2 separate regions of the Danio rerio genome follow, and region 1 is linked to region 2. Evidence: chromatin contacts called from public Micro-C data. All regions are on one chromosome and are shown on one strand. Each heading gives the region's core, a stretch centred on a gene start, on an enhancer-like site or on the middle of the called end of the contact. The rest is flanking DNA. Distances are from core to core; before and after follow the strand shown. Region 1 holds the start of shpk (sedoheptulokinase). Region 2 holds the start of alkbh2 (alkB homolog 2, alpha-ketoglutarate dependent dioxygenase).

Region 1 (3,637 bases), core at 919-3,418, 300 kb after region 2:
GAATGAACCACCAACTCATCCAGTTTTACACAGCGGATGCCCTTCCAGCTGCAACCCAACACTTGGAAACACCCATACACTATGGCCAATTTAACTTATTTGTATGTGTTTGGACTGTGGGGCAGACAGGAGCGAACATGGGGAGAACATGCAAACCCAGAAATGCCATCTGACCCAGCCTAGCCTCAAACCAGTGACCTACTTGCTGTGAGGCGATTGTGCTACCTGTGATGCCCCATATGAATTTCTACAATAAATAAATAAAATAAACAATTAAAAAATTAATTCAAAACTGAAAATTCTGTCATCGTTCACTCAACCTTCACTTGTTGCAATTAAGTCTGTTTCTTTTGTTGAACACAAAAGAAGATATTTTGAAAAATGTTGGAAACTGGGGTCCGTTATTCGTACGTGGATTATTCAATTAGCTGGATTTGGTTATTGATGATTTGGCACAATCCAGTATCGTTTCCTTCTTCAAAACTGATCCGAGAGTTATTGTAATAGCCGCAGTTCTGGTAGTTTAAACCTGCTAGAGAGGAGGCTCATTTCAAGCAAAGGTAATGCTGAAAGTACAGATTGCTGATATTTTCTTACAGTGGTAACCTATAGGGTTATATACACTGGGGAAAAAGTTAAATAGTAAAAAAAAAAAAAAAAAGTGTATATATACACATTTATCATTTCTAATAATATGTAATATTAAAGTATATTTACGTTTATATGCATATAGGTTTTAATATGTATATATAAATAAAACTTAGTAAATAAAAGTACAAAAATTAGGTGGTTCTCAATCAGGACATTTATTATGATGTTTTTTAGATACACATGCGTACTATTTTAAGGTACCGATCCAACTTTAGACCAATTTCTGAACAATTATAGACATAACCAATATTAAACAGTTTTTTTGTTTGTTTTTTTATGAAGGATTAATAATTCATGCAGTCATGCACATGGCTCGATCGCTAATATGTCGGTAATTTGATGCTTTGCAAAAGCTGCAGACACCCTTATCGATATTAAAATGTTTTTTGATGCGAAATTTATTTAAAACCTTACGCTGATAAAGAGACTTGAATAGGCCTCGGCTACTATAATAAAGAAAATCCACTCTAAGATGTAAAACTAAATAAATAGCTAAATACTCTGGACACATGAAAGTGTGAAGCCTGCAGCCGACAACAAAGGGGGAAAGTTATTGCGTGTCATATTTAACAAACCGTTTACTATGCATTTAATGTCATTTTGTTCACATTTGTTTGAAGAACCAAATTAGCCATAGATCAGTGATCAAGATTAAAAGATCCCGCATCTGTCAAATCATTAGATCATTTACACGAGGTACCAAGAACGGACCCCTGGTAACCATTAACTTCCATTGTATTTGTTTTTCCTGCCATGGATGTCAGTTTTCAACATTCTTCAAAATATCTTCTTTTGTGATCAACTGAGCAGAACACTCAAATTGATTTAGAGCAAGTCAAGGGCAAGTAAATGATTTCTTTATTGAGCGAACTATGCCTTTATTTACTAATTCTGAAACAAAAAGAACTGCAAGTGTCATTTTAGCACTGAGAAAAACTCTAAATGATCCATTTATAAATATATTTAAAGCGGATTATTTACTCAATTATTTATATTTATCAATCTGCTGAAAATACCTGTAAATATAGAACAGCTTTAATTTAATCATAGGTAAAATATTTAAAGACACTAAAATGTTTCAGTGACGAAGAAAATAATCAGATCTTTTGTATAACGCATTCTTGAGAAAACCAGGCAGATGAATGCATGAGGTTAATCATTTATTTTCCTCAATGAATATAAATTAAAACCATGTGATTTGTACAGATTTAAAGTGGACGTGGATTTTTTACACAGCTCTGATTTGTTATCCGGATCTTACACAGAGAGCAAGCTGAAAACACATTAGTCTTGTTGGCCTACACTACATCCAAACCAGCCCTGTCCCGTAAGGAAAACACTAAACCTACAAGAGGAAATCATCCGACATCTCACATCGTCAAACCTTCAGTGCAATTAGTACTGAGAAAATATTTCTATGCCTAAACATAAGATAAAAAACAAGGTCAGTCAGCACTCTCTACCACCCAGAGGCCTCTCTATCGTGTTACTGTCCTACATCTAGTCCGAGTAGCTTCAGTACACATGCACCATCCCGTACAGGAACGTCCAGAACAGCACGTAGGTGAACAGGCCTCCGACGAGGCCCCCGGTGAACAGCAGACGGCGAGACTTGAAGCACTTGTTCCACCGTCGACCAGCTTTGAGGATGAGGAGCAGCGACAGCAGGAAAGAAGCGAGGAAGTAAAAGACGAAGCCGTAGAGTCCCGTAAGGCCGAGGATGCCCGCGGTGGCCCCGGACAGCGCGGACACCGAGGTGCGGCAGTAGTCGAGCACCGCCCCGTTCCCCCGCACCGACACCTCGCTAATGAACTGCGGACCCTCGCGTTTGGCTGCGACTGAGGCCATGATGAGATGTTAAAAACAGGCTGAGAGACAAAAACAGAAGAGCATTGAAACATCGACCATCACATAAAGCCGTGAGTTCAGTTTAAATCTCCTCCGCTTACCGTTAGAGAGAAAACACTGAAGAACACGAGCGTCTGCCTCCGCGACTCAAGCAAACATCGTTTACATCAAACACTCGTGCATCCCAAACTATCAGAGCTCTGTTACAGCGAGGAATGTGTTATTTAGGAAGATGTTCTGGATAAAACACGGCTTGTGTCATTCAACATCAGCCATTTTCTCGCAAAGCACCATGGGAGATGAAAAATGTCGTTTTATTTATTTTTACAATTAACTCGGATTTAATTTTAAAATAATAACATGTAAAATTGTACGCGTTTGGATGTATAATTTCAAGTAATATTACAGTTTAAATATCTGCTTATTTGATTTACCTTTCACCCAGTGTATGGGATCCGCGAAGGCTCAAAACTTGTGATAAGATGAAGGAATCGTTCGCAAGAGTCGGTTCCTTTGAACTGTTCACTTCAAACAACTGGCCGATGCTTCCATTTCTATGCGTTTTCTGACATCATGGCGACTTTTTCTTAGATGTGACTGACCAAAATACACACTAAAGAAAAAAAACGGACAAGTCTCTACTGATTAAAGCTTCATATTGTTTGATCATAATTTAGAAATATGTTCTTTTAACTTAAAATAACTAATATAAACAATAAAACTAAAACGAATAACATAAAAAAGCTAAAATAATTCAAACAAACTAAACCTATTTTAAACTTTAAAAACACTTTTCTCGTGATGACAAAGCTGAATTTTGCAGTAAGGATTCAGTGTCAGAAGGTTATTCATATTTTTGTGTAATCTTTTTTCATGATTGATAAAACAGATGTGCTTTTATTTAAGGACATTCAGTTGATTAAAAGTGACAGGAAATCATTTTAAACATACGACAAAATTTATTTCAAATACATTACATTATTACATTATTGTTTTTTTGATCAAGGAGTAAGAAGAGACGCGGATTTAATAAGTTATTTTGTCGTAATTTTTAAATGAATCATTTACATGAGTTTTGTGAATCAGTTCAGTGTGTTCACTGAAAAGATTCGAAACAAGATTGATCATTCACCACTGA
Region 2 (3,610 bases), core at 927-3,426:
GAAAGCATCTTTAAAGTGGACCTATTCTGCAAAAATCACTTTAAAAAGGTTTAAACAGTTGTTTGGCAACAGTGTGTGAATAAATTAAGCCTCTAATGATAAACATGAATTATTTCCATTTTTTATAATCACACTTAAAAAGTGTCTGCAGAAACACTTTGATTGACATTCTCCCTTTGTATGCGTCATGAGAGGGGTAAAGTCCCATCCATTAATGATGATGATGATCTCTTCCTCATTAGCTTTCAAGCTGTGGTCACACTGGACTTTTTTCCCCATAGACTTGCATTCATAGGCATGCTAATGCGTGAGACTGGAAACAGACAAGTTTCGCAGATCACTGCGTTGGAAAGTTCAAGCTTGGTGAACTCTGACATGCAAAATTGCATCAATTGACTGGAAAGGACCAATCGAGTATCAAAACATGACCTCTCTGTACAGAAATTTTAAATTTAGAGTGATTGCTTGCTTGCTTTTTTTATTGTCTAATCATCTTGTTTTATCCCGCCCCTTTTCGCAGTGCCGTACAACAGAATTTCAAATGCTGACGAATCATGAGTGATTTCTAATGTAGCTCCGGGTCAATTATTTTACATAGTACATACCCACTGCACATATACAATTGTAATCATGTTCATATCTATCTGCATTCCCTGATTATTATTAACAACCTGTACCTATATTCATCTATTGTTAATCTCTGTCCATAGTTAAAACAACCTGTATAATGTTCATAGTGCATCCATCTCTAAATATCACCAGTTTTTGTATAATTGTACTTCATAACTTATACATATAATCTCTAGATCTATAAGTGACACAGATACTTATTTTTCATATAGTATAAAGGGGCATAATAGCAGGGCTCGCAAAATCCAGGGCTACCAAAACCTGTCTCCCTCTACCTGCTCGGTGGGCCAGTGAGAGAAAAAATATATTTCAATGCCTTTACATTTTCTCACAGAGTGGATAATTATGTATGTGCTGTGCTGTTGATACAACAGCAACAAATCCACTTGCTGAATAAAAAGGAGAAAAGCCAGAATATTATCAACCACCTCCCAAATAACAAATATATTATATATAGAAATTCTCTGACATATTGGAATGTCTTTATAGCTGCAAAAATAACCTGAAACAATGCTCACTTAACATCATTTTTTTGGTTATTTAAAATGAATGAATAAATAAATAAAAACTTTGAAAACTTATTATTTTATACAATAATGTATTTTCTATTTGAGCTTCTTAAATTTATATTCAGGCTACCAAAAAGTGAAGAGTGCCTTCCCGAGAAAAAGTAGAAATTTTTCGAGCTCTGAACAGGTCACCTTTAATACCTGTAAAATACTCCACTTCCTCTTCTAGCTGGTTGAAAAGGTGATCGGCCTCCTCTTTGTTGAAAAGTAAACTATAGTCACAGTCTAGTCCCTCTGCCTCAATCTTCTGCCAGGGAATTGGGTTAGAAAACTCCTCTTCCCCCTCCTCACATTCCTCCTCCTCTGTGGGTTTCTTGATCAGCGCCTCTGTTTTCCATTCATCTGGTTCTTCAGATGATCTTTTTCTCTTCCGAGTCAAAAACTTGTCCATTCAAACATCTGTGAGAGGAGGACAAAACACATTAAGTAAATAAGTATACAATTTAAGTGAATAAGTGTTTATATTTATTTGTTTTTAGTTCAGGAAATTAAATATAATACAGCTTCACCAAATTCCAAAACATTTTTACACAAAAACATTTATGTTTACATTGACATGTAGGCTATGTGCAAACTGGACTGATCTGGTAGCATCCAATTCATATGATTTATTCAGAGCGAGTCTGCAGCGGATTTTACTATAAATTAATAGTTACCACTGCTTGAAGTGTTTTACTAAGCCGCAGTTAACAATTCATAGGAATTATGCGTTTCAATAAAAGCAGTAAGTTACTAAAGCAAAACAAGATGTGAATTATTACAGCCATGGGGTTGGCAGTTAGTAAGACACGACAGCAGTCCGAGTCTTAGTTTATGCAGGTGCATTTTACAAACTGAAACTTTGGGAAAATATTCATGAGGGTTTCTTACCTGGTTTGAGTTTATGGTGTAACGATGGTTAAGATAAACCTCCAACTCAGTTGCACGTTAGTGCTCAAATTCTGTGCCAGTTTTGGAATGGCACACATCCGGAAGTGTACGCCTACGTCACTACAAACGACACGTGACATACAGTACTCGCAAAGTCGTAATGTTTTACAAGCATTCGCTAAAAAATTATAATAAATAAATGAAGTCGCTCTTCTTTGGTAACGTTATTTAAGTACCTATGTTTCCGGTGTTACACTAGTGTTCAAACGCGGTTTGTCTAACCGTAACCTCACAGCTACAGAGGAAGCCAACATTATCTCTGTGAGTGGAAATTCCGAACCCACATCGACAAAATGTTTAACATTACATATAAAACATTCACGAGTTAGTAAAAAAAACAACGTTAGACCGGGTCTTGATCAGGAATTTCTAATTTAAAAAATGGTGTATTAAAAGTTCTGAATGTTATTAGCTTACCATGTTTACATGTGGTTATGAGACTGGGCATGACTTAATTTTTATAAATAACAAACAAAGGACCATAAGTTTAAATTAAATTTGGTTCATAAGTGTGTGTGTGTGTGTGTGTGTGTAGAAGTGGGGGACATAAATGGGGAATTTAATTAAAATCTGATTTGCTGCACTTACTTACATTTAGGGTTTGTGGTGATAAAATCCAGAGAAAAAAGTTATTACATTTAAATATAATTTAAAAATAAAATCAACCAATAAATGAATAAATAAAAACTTATGAGCTGTGCTCAATTACTATTTTGTAATGTCAATTGCAGAAAGAGCTCAAAATATGTAGGTAAAGTATATGAATATGTTGATAATTACTTTCTTAACTGTCTTTCACCACCTTTAGTAAATGAAACAAATATTCCACTCTACCAATTCTCTGTGCAACACATATTCCTAAACGTTAGACTAACATCAACAGGTGTAGACAGATTCTGTCTGACAGAAAATGACCTGGGCTAGTCTAATTAATCAAACAACTCACATATTATTTTTTCTTCGACATTGACATTAAAGTCATCTGTTGCTGCCTAGCATTTCATTGGTTTCATCCGCAACACCGGATCATTAGAACTTCCCCCAAGTTATTTTTAGAGCTAGCAAGCATCAACAAACCTAGATTTGCTCAGTCACGAAGACGGCTCGCTGTAAAAAAGAAAAAAGTGTGGACAGAAAAGGGAAGTCCCCACTGGAAGTACACTGTAAAATATCAGTAAATTTACAGTTTTTCATATTTATAATTTTTTCATTTATTTATGCTTTTGAATTGCGTTTTGGGACTTTGATCTTTCCTTCAAAAGGTTTTGATGTTGGAAAATGTGAAAATTGACTTTTACTGACTATTTAAGTGATAAATCGTCTGGACTGGTGTTACAAATTATGGTACAAAAACCTGGTAATAAGCTGCTGGTACATTTTCTGTTATCTCTGTTAAAACAGCAGAATTTTCAACGTCAAAAGTGGACAGAGCAGAGATAAAACTTCACCACTGTAAATAAACAGAAAACACTTGTGAATCA

The links. A called contact is a pair of places that touch in the nucleus more often than the background predicts.
Region 1: a contact with region 2 is called in a Micro-C map of caudal fin, with 2.1 times the contacts expected there. The contact joins the promoter of shpk here to the promoter of alkbh2 in region 2. A contact is called at or near these places in 1 of 18 Hi-C or Micro-C datasets (caudal fin) and 1 of 4 datasets of contacts at active chromatin or transcription factors (embryo).

What each region holds. Positions count from the first base shown.
Region 1 is chr5:42,928,452-42,932,088 of GRCz12tu, forward strand. It overlaps shpk (sedoheptulokinase), which reads left to right and starts at 2,169. Exons shown (of 9, transcript XM_073951313.1): 1 at 2,169-2,570. It overlaps emc6 (ER membrane protein complex subunit 6), which reads right to left and starts at 2,781. Exons shown (of 2, transcript NM_200056.2): 1 at 2,601-2,781; 2 at 1,799-2,519. The coding sequence starts at 2,499. The coding sequence ends at 2,167. The region is part of intron 3 of LOC137495624 (flotillin-2a-like); the gene reads right to left. It overlaps LOC141385579 (a long non-coding RNA gene), which reads right to left. Exons shown (of 7, transcript XR_012406275.1): 7 at 3,442-3,637.
Region 2 is chr5:42,624,227-42,627,836 of GRCz12tu, forward strand. It overlaps alkbh2 (alkB homolog 2, alpha-ketoglutarate dependent dioxygenase), which reads right to left and starts at 2,177. Exons shown (of 4, transcript NM_001256684.1): 1 at 2,070-2,177; 2 at 1,341-1,598. The coding sequence starts at 1,590.